Linked DNA regions of Sus scrofa: region 2 is linked to region 1. Evidence: chromatin contacts called from public Hi-C data. All regions are on one chromosome and are shown on one strand. Each heading gives the region's core, a stretch centred on a gene start, on an enhancer-like site or on the middle of the called end of the contact. The rest is flanking DNA. Distances are from core to core; before and after follow the strand shown. Region 1 holds the start of GALNTL5 (inactive polypeptide N-acetylgalactosaminyltransferase-like protein 5). Region 2 has its middle 12 kb from the start of CRYGN.

Region 1 (6,455 bases), core at 3,243-5,742:
GGGAAATGGCTGCTCTCTGCCCAAATCCACCACGGCTGCGGCTGACGCACCATCTTCCCCCAAGATCCGGCCCCTTACACCGAACATCTTGCAACCATAAGGTCAACGCAATTGCCGTCTCCCTTGCCATTGACCAGACAGCAAGGCTCTCCCATCTCTCATCTTGCTTCATTTGTTTTCTCTTATCAAGACTGTAGCTCAACCCCTCAAACCCTTCTCTCTGGGTATTTATCATAGCATTTGATCGGTTTCCTTGACACCAGCCCCTCTTTCTAGGAACCCCCTCTGCACGCTGCAACCAGGCTAGTTCTCCCAAAGCGTTGCCTGCCGTAACCTTTAATTGCTACTTGGTTTATTTATTTATTCATTTTTATGATGGGACCTGTGACATAGGGAAGGTCCCAGGCCAGGGACTGAATCCGAGACGAAGCTGTGACTGACAGCTGTGGCAATGCCAGATCCTTTAAGCCACTGCGCCGGGCCGGGGATCAAACCCACGCCTCTGCAGTGGCCTGAGCTGCTGCAATCAGATTCTTAACCCACTGCGCCACAGCAGGGATTCCTGCTCCCTAGTTTAGATTCCTGCCCCAACAATGACTTAGGTTTAGGAGTTTATCTCTTCCAGCCCAGCCTGCACTCGGGCTGAGCCAACTGCCGCTACTCAGGAGGTTGCCTTCAGGAGAGAGAAAGAGGCAGTGGGAAGCTGTGGGGAGGAGCGGAGCTGTCCAGCAAGGCTGTGGTGCACTCTGGATGGGCTCAGGTCACACCAGGCATCTGAGGCAGCGTCTCAGTGGCATCAGGGGTCAGTCCTCACTCCCCGGGCCTCCCTTCCAGAGAGGGCTATCAGAGATCAGGATGCTCAGGTAACTTGGGATTTCAGATGACGATGGATAATTTTTTTTAGTATAAGTTTATCCCAAATGGTACCTGGGATATTCATATACTAAAAAGGTGTTCACTGTTTCTTTAAAAGTCTAATTTAACTGAACATTTAGTCTCTTGATTTGCTAAATCATGCACTCCAACCTCAAGCTTCTCCTTAATCTGGCCTCAATCCATTTCTGAGCAGCCTGATTCTCAAAGCCACGAATGATTCTCTCCACGAAGAGGGGCTTTTCATGGTACCTGGAAGCAGCCCTCCAAACAAATCCGTGACTCCATGCAGCGCTCAAGCTGGTGCCCTGGCAGGGTAACCCCCGACATGCCCCTAACATGCATCTGTCCTGCTGGCCACCTCTGCGTCTGATGTTTCTCTGAACACGCCAGGGCACCGGCCTCTCTCTGCTCTGGAAGCAGGTGCATCTGCACCGGTCATCCTGGGCCCCTGGCCATCTGCTAACAGCTGTCTGGAGGCCCTATGTCCCCAGCTAGAGTGTCACTCTCACCTAGTCCAGCACAAGGATCAACAGGTAAAATTCCTAGCTGGTTAGTGGAAAAACGTCTGGGTCCCCAAGCAAAGGCGAGCCCTGCCAGGGTAGAGACAGAGCCCCTCTCCTTCCCCCATCCCCGGATCTCACCATCAACCAGCGCTGCCCACGGGTCCTGGCATAAGTGAGCGAACAGTACTTTCTGTAAGGGCTGAATCATGCCAAGCAGGCGGTCTCAAGCAGCCCCGGTCATCCCTCGCAGCAGGAAGGCTGGTCAGAGCATTCAACTCTATCGTGGCTATTCCAGTTTCACAGCCTGGCCTCTCGGTCCTTCTTCGCGTTCTGGATCTAGTCCTCTAGCCCCACGCACTCCCCGTGGAACACGCCCCACACGCATGCGCCCGTGGGGACCGCCCTCACCAATCAACCTGATTACAATCTGGCCAGGACCGCAGAAACTGTTGTTTTCTTTTCTCTCTTCGCTTCGGTGCCCTGATGTAGATATAAGAGTCATACATGCACACAACACTTTGCATTAGTAAGAGCTTTCCCATGAATTCTTTTATTCCAACATCTCAGAAAGGTAGGCAAAGCCGAATTATTATTTGTCGACAAACAAGAGAAGCTGAGCGGTTAAATGGCTCGCCAAAGTGGCGACTGCAGAAGGGAGGTGTGTGGCACCAGTGCCTAACTGTTCATTTACGAATGAGCTTTAAAACGTCACAGATTAGCAACGTAAACAGGAATAACTCATTTTCAAAAAGAATGTTTATTCAGAGAAATGCTTATTTCTGCATATTTGGGTCATCACCTTGGTGGGGGTCCAGTCACCTGCTCCCTGAGCTTGCCCCTGCCAGGGAGGGCTGGCCACCTTCCCAACTTCTGGGTGCTCCCCAAAGTACCCATCAGAAGTCTGGGGCTCTGCTGGGAACTCTACCCTTCCTGGCAAGGATTATGCACACATGGCCTGGGAAGGAGGAGCTGGGTCAACAAACACGAACGAAGTGCCTAAGAGGGTTCACAGCAGAAAGTGGGAAAGTGTTCCGGAGCCAGTCCCCCACCCTGGGTCCGCCCGCTGCTGTCGGAGGGTGGGACGCGTGGCACACTTCCACCTGGTGCCCAGGACCCGTGATCAATAGAGGACAAAATTAGGTTCTCCACGGAGCTTTCGTGTGTGTGTGTGTGTGTGTGTGTGCACGCGCGCGCGCGCTGGGGGTGTGACCTGGTTAGGTGTTTCCCCAGGGCTGCGCAGCGAGCACCCCAGCACCGGAAGGCGAGGAAAGGTTGGGGGCTGCCGGCTGGCAAGGCGCAGGATGGGCATACGCGACCCTGCCCGCCTCTCCCTCCAGCTGGACAAAGTCAAGCTGCACGCAGACCAACAGATCGATGTCGCCAAAGTCCGGGCCGGGCTGCCCGCATGGCCAGGGCTGCAGTTCGTGAAGGCCCTGTACACCTTAGGGAGCCCCGAGCCCCCAAATGCCTGAAATGTACTCCCAGGGTCAAGCAAAGGGATTCGCTGCAGAGGGGCCTCCCGCTCCGGGCGGAGAGACACGGGAGGGAAACTGGGGGGGGGGCTCCATTTGAGGGCGCGGCTACACAGCCACCGCCCCCACCGCCCATGTCCCCACCCACTGCCCCCCTCCCCCTGTCCCTGGCTGCAGCGCGCGACTCCACCTCCCCTCCCCGGAGCGCAGTCCACACCGTCCTTTTTCAACAAAACAACACTGCACCGCCCCACCCCCCGCACCCGTACCCGGCGGGACCGCGGGCAACGCCCAGCCCGCCACCGGCCGCGCCCCCCGCCCTGCGCCCCGCGGCCCCCGCCCCCACTCCGGCCGTAGACAGTCGCCGAGCCCTCTAGGCACGCGGGTGGGGGAGAGATGGAGCCCCGGCACGGCGGCCCAGCGCCTCCACCCTTCCCCTAGCCGCCCCAAGTGACAGGAGGGGCACGCACAGCGCGCGCGGGCGGCGCATTAACCGCTTCCGCGCTGGGTCGGCGGCGACGCGAGGGTGGGGAGCAGGGGACTTTGGGGCTGGGACTCACCGGAATGTGCACTCGCAGCGAACGCCTCTTCTGGCTGGTATTTTTCTTGCTGCTGCTCCCGCCGCCGGGGCTGGAAACATCTTTCTTCTTCTTGGTGTCCATGGCCGCGCTTCCCATAACTTTAACCAGAAGTTAATTCCGGGTGACTCGTTGCTGAAATTCAGTCCTCTCCTTCCCAGCCTGGCTCCTGCCGTCGCCCTCGAGCCACGCGCTCTGTATCACTGCTCTTCCACCCTGAAGACACCGCGTGGGGACTTCCGCGGGAAGGGAAGGTGGTGCAGGTATCTCGGGCCGCCGCCACGCAGCGGGGGTGGCTATCGGCGGGAGCGCTGAGTTCACGTGTCCTCTTCCTCCTACGAGCTCATCGGATGCAAAATCAAAGCCAAAGGCTGTCCTGGTTCTGGGCTCTCGCCGGGTTACGCGTGGCGGAGGTCTCCCGCTGGGTGACAAAGTTTTCTTCCTTTTGCAAAGCGAAGCAACATTTTCCACCCTTTCGGCTCCTCCCACCGATTCCCAGAGGTGCTCTCAAAGGCAGGTGCAATTTAAAAACGGTAATCTGGAAAGCAGCCCTCCTCTGCCTGTGCCTGGCTGGAAAATCTGGCGAAGAGTGAGATGGTTTGTATATTCATATAATCCTCGGCCGCAGAATAAACCAGCCCCAGCCTGGAACTAGGTCCGTCCTCCTTTCTGGGCGAGAGGGAGGGAGGGAGGAGGGGAAGAGGAGGTGCAAACGCCAATACTCCTCGCAATTGGGCTCCCGCGCCGCCGCGAGCCGGAGTTCTGGAGGCCGCCCAGCTGGTCTGAGGGCGCGCGGGAGCCCCGTGGGGAGCCGAAGACAGGCGCCCGCTCTGTCCCCCCGCCGCGCCGCGGCCCCGGGGCCTGAGCGGTCAGAGAAGGGCCTGGCCTGGCACCGACGTAGGCTGGCGGAGCGCGGGGCGGTGGACGGCGGCGTGCATCGAACAGGAAGTGCACAGCCGGCCGCGCCGCTCTCCCGCTCCCCCCGCCGCCCCCGGGCCGCTGCGCGCCGTCGCCTGCCCCGCGGGCCGGGGCTCCCCTCCCTTGCGGCCGCGGCGGCGCGGGACTGGCTCGGAGGTGGTTGGGCCCCATCTGGTCCCCGGGTGTCTGTTTCTGCCTCACCCCCTGAAACACGCACGCGCGCACTGTGCTCCGCAGACCCCGCAGCGGCGGAAGCGCGGGTCTCGGCGGGATGAGCGCTGACCCGCGCGTGCTTCTCGGAAAACCTTGGCCCCCGGGGGCCCGCCCCGCCGGCGCGCGGACTTGAATGCGTGCTGGGAGCGGTCCGTGTCGCCGGCGGAGTGCGGGTTTTAACCCCACCGCCCCGTACCCCTCCCCGGCCGGCTTTTTTCACCAAGGGATCCGCGTTAAGCGCCGGGCGCGGAGTCAGCAACCCGCGCCGCCACGGGAAACACGGAGTTTCTAAGACTGAGAACCAAGTGGTGGGGGAGGGGCTGGAAACCCCGGGCGAGCCCCCACGTGCTGCCACCCGCTTAGCCGCCGAGTTGCCGGGGCCCCGCGGGGCGAGGCACCTCCCCGAGCCCAGGGCCCGTGGGGCGTTCTCCGGTGTCGCTGTGGCCTCCTTGGGCGGGTCCCAGGATGGGGCAACCCTGGCCCCCGGCTGGAAATCAAGGTGAGTGCTCTGTCGGGAGTCGCCTCCCTTCCTCCTCTAGGTTCTGAGGATAGGGTGACCCCCCCAAATCACTTGGGCGCCCTGAATGCTGATGTCAGCTCTGCTGCTGCCCATAATCAGTGATGCGGGGTGGCCACCCGAGAAAGAACGGGACACAGGTCGCTTTGGGAACGCCATGGGGGCGGTGAGAGGCTGGTCTTTGCCCCGGTCCAGTTGCGGGGATTCTCGAGTTCTCTCCTCCCGGGAGGAGGGGTGAGCCCCCTTCTGGCACGCTCCTTAGGCAGTGCCCCCTCCCAGCCAGAAGGAACCCTGGCTCAGCCATCATTCAGGTTTCCCTTTCTCACCGAGTCCCATCCGCTTGTGTACAGTTCCCTACAGTCTGGGTGGTGCCGTGGTTCAGAAGTCGGGGGGCGGGGGGGTTCTGGTGGGTTTGTCTTCCTTCTCCTCCCGGCTCCCCAGTCCACAGTGGAGCCAAACCGAAGCCCCTCCTTGTCCTGGAGCAGTGCTTTCTGGACTGAAAGTTGCGATGCTCTGGAGGAGCACACACAGGTGTGGAATTTCTCGCCTTGACCTTTTTCTGAATGGCTGCCTGCATTTCAGACTTCAGGGCAACCCCATTATTGCAGGAAATGCTGGAAACACTGGTTAGAGGTGGGGAAGAGTGGCTCTTCAGTCTATGTGATGGGGTTTAAAGGCCACCCTTTCCCACCCAAAGTGACTCTCCACTGTCATTTACATTTCATCTTTTCCGCTTAATATTTTAATCCTGTCACAATGATAATTTGCCAAAGCATGCAAATCACTCCATTTGCTGACAACTGCTTTGGGAAGGAGAGACAGAGAACTAGGAGGGGAAGTCAGGAGAGCCACGGGGAGGGCCCTCCTGGGACGGATTCAAAATGAGGAAGCCACTGTGTTATTTCTCATACTGGATTTCCTGAGGCCTGTCACGGTTCATGGGCCCTGTCTAGTGATGCTTAGAATATGTCCTTTGCCTGTTGATTTCAGAAAATATGCCTGATCATTCATTAATAGCATTCATTTGCTCTCTGAGTTTGAGTGCAGGCTTTACTGCCTGGGAATCCTAAATTAAAACATGTGACCATATTGCTTGCATTTTAAGAGTCCCTCTTCTGTTTGGTTTGGGTTTGGGTTGTGGTTGTTTTATTTATTTATTTATTTATTTATTTTGGCTCCCCATTTTTTTTTCTGAAATCTGGGTATTTCTTATAGATGATGTCAGAAGCAGCTCAGCAGCTATTTTTTTTTCCTTCTGAAAGATGTTAATGAATGGATCATATATCTTCCCATCAGTGGCATCTTAGAATGGAGGGCCATAGTGATTGTTTTGTATTGGGGTGCCCTTGAAACCCCATCTGTCCTTCACCTTGCTGCA
Region 2 (6,868 bases), core at 2,557-5,056, 350 kb before region 1:
TAAGAGGAGGCCGTCTCTGGACTGCCAGTGGGCAGGTGGCCCTTTCCTGGCTTCCCAAGACTGGGGTGTGTCCCCTGTCCCAGTTACGGGACCAGTTGGCTCTGTCTTCTGTCCCTCAGGCATCAGAGCTCAGATGCTGTCCTCCGTGGCTTCTTGTTTCCCTGGCCTCCCTCACCTCATCCCAGAAAAGGAAGCTGGCAGCCCATCAGCAGGTCAGTCTCTCCTGGAGAGAACTTTCCCCTGGTTTCTCCCTGCTCAGGAAGCTTCGCCCAAGCGGTGCATCACAGAGCGGCAGTAAACAGAAGGGATGGAATTGCATCTCCCCGCAGAGGCCACAACCAGCTCCCTGTGCCTGGGGACAGCCACTTTTGGCACCTTGGTGGGGGGTGGGGAACCGCCCCAGGAAAGGTAAAACGGAACTGTTGGTGGCCAGTCATTCGGCAGGTGCCAGGAGCCTGAGAGGAGATGCCACCCCATGGCCACTCTCAGTGCTGGGATCTGTGGGGAGAGGAAGGGCCTTCCACGCAGGGGCCTTTTGGCGGAGCCATGCTCGTGGACTTGGGGCCGGGGACACCCAGGGGCTCCTTGTCACCCCCCTTTCCTTGTGAAGCTTTGAGATGTTAACACGCGGAGCACCTGCTCCCTGCCCTCTGCCCCCCCCCCCCGCTTTCAGATCACCCCTTATCCCGAAAACCCGAGAAGGAATCTCGGAAGGTGAGAGAAGAATCCATGGACAAGCTCCCTGGTCACTAGCCGAGGACTGCGAACCAACCCCCGACCCAGGCTGCAGCGGAGAAAGGGAAAGGCCCAGATGTCCGCGCCTTCCTCGGACTCTAGGGGGCGACAGAGCCAACCCCCCTGGGGGACCCCGGGCCGCCCAGCACTCCACTCCCTCAGTACCTTCGCCTGAACCCCCGGCGGCCCCTTCAAATAGATGTTATTCCGGGTTAAATCACCCAGACAACTGGCTGCAGGTGCTACCTACTGGGAACAATAACTTTGAGGTAGAAAAAAATTTTTGTTTTTGTCTAAATGTTGGGACCTTTTCCTTTCGTAGTGGAACATCTGAATCCAGCGGGAGAACACGCATCTGCTGCAGCTTCTTCATTTTGCAGATGGAAGAAAAGGTGAATCCAGAAGTGTGGACTGACCTGGTGGCAGAGCAAGGGCAAGAACGTGGGTCCCCCGCCTCCCAAGCCATCAGCCCAAGATCGCTTCTCTTTTTCTTTTTAAAAATCTTTTCTAGGGCTGCACTGGCGGCATATGGAGGGTCCCAGGCTAGGGGTCGAATCGGAGCTGTAGCCGCCGGCCTACACCCCAGCCGCAACAATGAAGGATCCGAACCGTATCTGTGACCTACACCACAGCTCATGGTAATGCTGGATCCTTAACCCACTGAGCGAGGCCGGGGATCAAACCTGCATCTTCATGGATCCTAGTCAGATTCATTTCCTCTGCACCAGGATGGGAACTCCCCGAGATCGTTTCTTTTTTCTTTTTTTTTTTTTTTTTTTTTGTCTTTTGTCTTTTTTTGTTGTTGTTGTTGTTGCTATTTCTTGGGCCGCTCCCGCGGCATATGGAGGTTCCCAGGCCAGGGGTTGAATCGGAGCTGTAGCCACCGGCCTACGCCAGAGCCACAGTAACGCGGGATCCGAGCCGCGTCTGCAACCTACACCACAGCTCATGGCAACGCCGGATCGTTAACCCACTGAGCAAGGGCAGGGATCGAACCCACAACCTCATGGTTCCTAGTCGGATTCGTTAACCACTGTGCCACGACGGGAACTCCCCGGAGATCGTTTCTTTACTCCAGGGGCTGCATCTTCCCAAGGCAGAGTGGCCTCCATCCAGCAGTGTCACCTTGCACTCGTCAGAAATGCAGGATCTAGGTCTCCACGGCAGACCCACTGAGTCTGAACCTGCGTGAAGCAACCCCACCTCCACCCTGAGGGATCACGCACTCGTGCGTGTACACGTGTGTATGCAGTCATGGATGTGACACCTCTGGGGACCGTGGTCCACTCTTAGAAAGCTTGTGTTCCAGTCTTGCTTCTCACACACATGCGAGGTGGCCCTTTGCAGGTGTCACAGAAGGGCTGCTGTGTCCCCCAAGTTCATATGCTGAAATCCTACCCCCTAATGTGGGGGTGTTCAAAGGTGAGGTCTTTGGGGGTGCAAAGTCATGAGGGTGAAGCCTCACAAATGGGATAGTGCCTTATAGAGACCCAGAGAGCTCCCTGTCCTTCCTGCCACCCGAGGACCATGAGAGCCAGGAAGCAGGCCTCGCCCGACACCGTCTGCTGGTGCCCGGGTCTTGGGCTTCCCAGCCTCCAACGGTGAGAAATAAGCCTCTGTTGTTAAGGGTCCCCTGGTCTGTGGTGTTCTGTGAGCGTGGCCCGAGCGGACCAGGACAGCAGGTCACAGCTTCTCTAGGCATCAGCTTCCTGCTCTGCAAACTTGAGTTGTGGCCACGTGCCATTCAGGTTCATTTTTATTTGATGTTGGCTGAGCCCGAAGCATGAGGAAGTTCCTAGGCCGGGGATTGAACCTGCTCCATAGCAGTGACACCGCTGGATCCTTAACCCATGGAGCTACCAGGGAACTCTCCGTTTAGGTTCTGTATGCTTCCGATGACCAACTTGTTCTGTTTTGCCAGGAACCGTCTTAGTTTTCAGAGCGGAAAGTCCGACCTTGCAGGACCCCTGAGGGAGGCCATTAACAAGTATCACAAATGGGGCGGCTTAAAACAACAGAAAAGTGATCTCATTGTTGCAGAGGCCGGAAGTCCCAAATCCAGGGGTTGGCAGGCTTGGTCCCTCCCTGGAGGCTCAGAGGGGAATCTGTTCCATGTTCTCCAGCTGCTGGTGGTGGCTGGCAATCCTTGGCGTCCCATGGCACGGAGCTGCATCACACGTCTCTGCCTGTCTTCACAGGGCTCCTTCCTTATGCACATCTGAGTCCAAATTCCCTCTTTTTCTAAGGTCACTGGTCACTCCAGCCTGACCTCCATAATTCCACCTGCAAAGACCCTATTTCCAAATAGAGCCACCTTCGCAGGGGCTGGGGATCAGGACGACAACGCACTTTTTGGAGGACAGCTTTCACCCTGTAAGAGGCCCCCACGTCCCAGGCAAACCGGGGCAGTTGGTCACCCTACCCCCGCTGAGTCCTGTAGTGACGTAGCTCCCACTCATGATACTCAGGTACCATCACTTAAGTCAGTGGTTGCGAAAATGTGGTTCCTGAACTACCACCAGCCGCAGCCGCCCTGGAACTTGCCAGAAATCGAGACGTCTTTGCAGAATCAGAAACTCTGGGGGCGAGCACCCCACCCCACCCCCACCCCGGCTGTTCTCCCCAGCCCCCCAGGCTCTGGAGCTTGTCAGAGTTTTGAGAACCAGCGGCCGGCAGATGAGCCACCCCTGCAGGCATCGCGGGGGAGTCGGTGGCCAACTTGGAGCTGCTCCCACCATTTTACAACTTCACTCGATGCTCCAGTTACAGGCACAGAAAAAGTGGTGCCTCTGAATGATGTCTGCTGTGGGATAATAAAAATCCACACGTCAGAGCCGAGGAATGTAACCTTTCCAGCTGCACCAGCTGTCAACACCAGGCTGGCCCTCTGCTTAAGCCTTTTAGGGTAAAGTTCAGGACATGTCAACCTCATGGCCATACCACACACCAAAGCCAGAGATTACCGTGTGGCTGGACTTGGATTCTTTGCTGATCTGATAAAGATGGGAGCAGGGGAGGGATTACAAGAGAACACCAGGAGCCAGCAGCTCACGCAGAAGGCGGCTCTCCCTGTGGGAGCAGGGCTGTTTGGTTTTTGGAAGTAATAAAGCAAAGCTCTGCCCGGGCCTTTCTTGAGCAGCAGCAAGAACTGGGTGAAAGGGCTTGATGGCCAAGGTCATAGTACTTCCAGAAGCCTCTGCTCTTTGAGAAAATGTGTACCTTAAAAGGACAGGCCAGGAGTCCCCTGGTGGCTCAGTGCGATAAGGATCTGGTGCCATCCCTGCTGCAGTGCGAGTTTGTTGGGTGGGTTCAACCCCTAGCCTGAGACCTTGTGTATGCTGTGGGCGAGGATAAGAAACAGAAAGAAGGGATAAGCCAAGGCCATTTTCTAGGCTGTCATGGGACATGGGTGCTAGAGGGGACTTCGAGTGTGAGGTGTCCCCGAGGAAGGACCGAGGTCCCTGCTCAGTCCAAGGGGACAAGCTGTCTGCCCTGTGATGTGTACACGGCTTTGGAACCGGCTAGGGTTTTCACACTAGGGGCCATTACGACGATCCCTGGCCAAGGGAGTTTTCTAGATAAAGGAATCAAGACCAGAGGCTCTAAGGGAGGGGCCCGAGGACACACATTAGCTGCGGCCTTGGGATCACAACTGCTAGGTTCCGAGTCTTAGTCTGCTGTTCCACCTGGGCTTCCCCGTGGGTACTGGGGGTCAGACTCACGGCTGTGTTCACACGTGGTGTCCTGCAAACAATGGTGAACTAGGTGCTTGGGGCTCCCTCTGGAAACAGGTGCCTCCTCTGAAAACGGATGCTCTTGGCCCCTCCACATCTCCGCAGCCCTGACTTCAGAGCAGGCTTCCCTGGCCATCCTAGGAAGCTGTCAACGGTACGGAAAGGCAAGGATGGTAACACAGACATTCTACTCAACGTAAAGAGCTTTTTTTTGCTTCAGGTAAAACTTTCCCCCGTTGGGGAGGCGAAGGAGCAAACGGCGGGGCATCTTCTGAGACTGCCCCTGAGGGCATCCTGGTTTTCTGCTGGCACAGCCGTGGTGGCGGCCTCTGTTATCTGCACAACAGTCTCGGTGACCTGGGGTAATGAGGGCGCCCGGAGGCCTCCTGCCTGCGTGCCTCTCCCCCGGGAGCCGGAGCTATTTCTCAGGAGTCCAGACTTCTCCAGGGCTTGTTAAACCTTGTTTCCATTTAGACGAAGATCTAAAAGGCAGTGGCATCTTCTGGGTCCTTGGACTTCCTGTTAACCAGGAGTCTGGAGGCCGAGGCTGACGATGCTAACGGCCACCAGGTGGTACTGCGCCTTCCTTGTTATGAGCCGATGAGGGGGGACCCAAGGTTCGACAAAGGCCATCCCAGGGCAGCGTGTGGCTGGTGAGTGGTTTTAGCCCCGTGGCAGCGGACACAGGTCCGATTCCAAGGAAGCTGCCTAGAGGCCACCCCTCGGAAGGGCTCCGATTAGCATCCATTCAACAGCTACTGCACAGGCCCTGGAGGGTCACCGCTGTCTCCAGCCGGGGCTCAGAAGTGTCATAACCTGCAGAGCCTGGCAGTTCCCTGGAAAACCCCACCCACAAGGCTTATCTTTGTTTGCCCTGCCTTTCCCTGGCGGCGTTCGTCAAAAACAACCAGTGGTTGGGAGTTCCCGCTGTGGCGCAGCAGAAAGGAATCTGACTACGAATCATGAGGTTGCAAGTTCAAAACCTGGCCTCGCTCAGTGGGTTAAGGATCCGGTGTTGTTGTGAGCTGTGGTGTAGGTCACAGACATGGCTTGGATCCTGCATGGCTGTGGCTGGCAGCTATGGCTCCAATTGGACCCCTAGCCTGGGAACCTCCATATGCTGTGGGTGTGGCCCTAAAAAGCAAACAAACAAAAAAACAGTGATGATTTATTTGACAAACTAACAAAAAAGCTTTTTTCTAAAAAAAAGCAAAAACAAAAACAGAGCTGGAAAATGAGCTGCCTGGGGATTCGAGTTGGCACAATTCCTATTAAAGGATTTAAAGCAAGGGGGGTCACATAAAATAATTTATTTTAAACAAGCTGACTTGGGCTGCAGTGTAGATGGTTTGGAGGGCAGGCTTTTAAAAAGAGACTAGTATGCAGTGAAGACGGGGAAAGGTGGGCAACATATAAGATTTTTGAAGGCAAGGCCCTTAGAATTTGTTGGCTGGATGGGAAGAGGCACAAAGGCAAAGGGAGAGAAGAGCTCCTAGCTTTGGGACCGAGCAGGTAATGGTGCCATTTCTTGAAACAGGGGTCAGGGAGGCCATGGTTTTAGGGAAAATCAAGAATTCAATTTTGGGCATGATACACTTGAGATGCCTATGAGACATCGAAGACCAGATCAGCCCACAGGGGTCAGGGTGGGAGGAATGAATTTCGGTCAAGAAAGGAGAGAAGGAGGAAGGGCCCACTGACAGGTTAGGGAGGACGAAAGAGCCAAGGAGCCAAAGGCAGCCAGCGGGGAGCTGGGAGGCCCAGAGGGCAGAGACAGGCCTTTCGAAGGGAAGTCGCCAACAGTTGGCAACGCTGCTGGAGGGTCAAGAGACGGGGAAAGACCCACGGGATTAGTTGACAAGGTGACGAGCGATGACACGGTGGGGAGACACGAGACATGGCAGAGCGGAAAAGGCCGAGAATGAACGGGCAGTTTAGTTTCTGCAAAATCCCATCACACTCAGTTTAACTTGTCAGGCAACTTTCGAGTCTGTCTTGATTAGGAGCTGGATACACACCTTGTTTCGTATCTGCACGGACTGTACTTGAAGGAATCTAAGGCTGCCTATGTCCCACCAGGTGCCGAAGTGTGAGGAGAGGTCTTAGGAGTGATGAAATGCGGTGTCAAATACCATTCGGTCAAACCCAGCGGTTTCGAGAATTTCTTCAGAAGCTCAGGTGACACATCATTAGCAGGGTGGCGCAGGTGTCACAGGGGAGACGTGAAGCAAACCCGGACAGGAACTGCTGCTCACCGGCCATCACCACCTCCAGGTAACAGGCTCCTGTCACTGCAGGTCCCTGCTGCAACGCCACACGCGGAACACAGCCTAAGCTCAACCCGTCAAATAATCAAATCGACTGCCTTGTAAATGGGGTCACCATGCTGGGAGGCAGGA

Evidence for each region. Hi-C and Micro-C count contacts between places; a contact is called where the count stands out from the background.
Region 2: a Hi-C map of subcutaneous adipose tissue shows a contact between it and region 1, with 2.0 times the contacts expected there. The contact joins the enhancer-like site here to the promoter of GALNTL5 in region 1. A contact is called at or near these places in 1 of 5 promoter capture datasets (liver) and 1 of 47 Hi-C or Micro-C datasets (subcutaneous adipose tissue).

Annotation. Positions count from the first base shown.
Region 1 is chr18:5,473,001-5,479,455 of Sscrofa11.1, reverse strand. It overlaps GALNTL5 (inactive polypeptide N-acetylgalactosaminyltransferase-like protein 5), which reads left to right and starts at 4,492. Exons shown (of 11, transcript XM_021078626.1): 1 at 4,492-5,059. PRKAG2 (5'-AMP-activated protein kinase subunit gamma-2) reads right to left here and starts at 4,374. Exons shown (of 16, transcript XM_021078611.1): 1 at 3,412-4,374. The coding sequence starts at 3,528.
Region 2 is chr18:5,824,474-5,831,341 of Sscrofa11.1, reverse strand. No RefSeq gene overlaps it. Among named protein-coding and RNA genes, the nearest start is that of CRYGN, 12 kb to the left of the region's middle. Within about 2 kb of position 3,806, at least 35 of the 83 cell types and tissues checked have an H3K27ac peak or open chromatin away from gene starts, as enhancers often do. A contact at or near this core is called in subcutaneous adipose tissue, where this site is marked.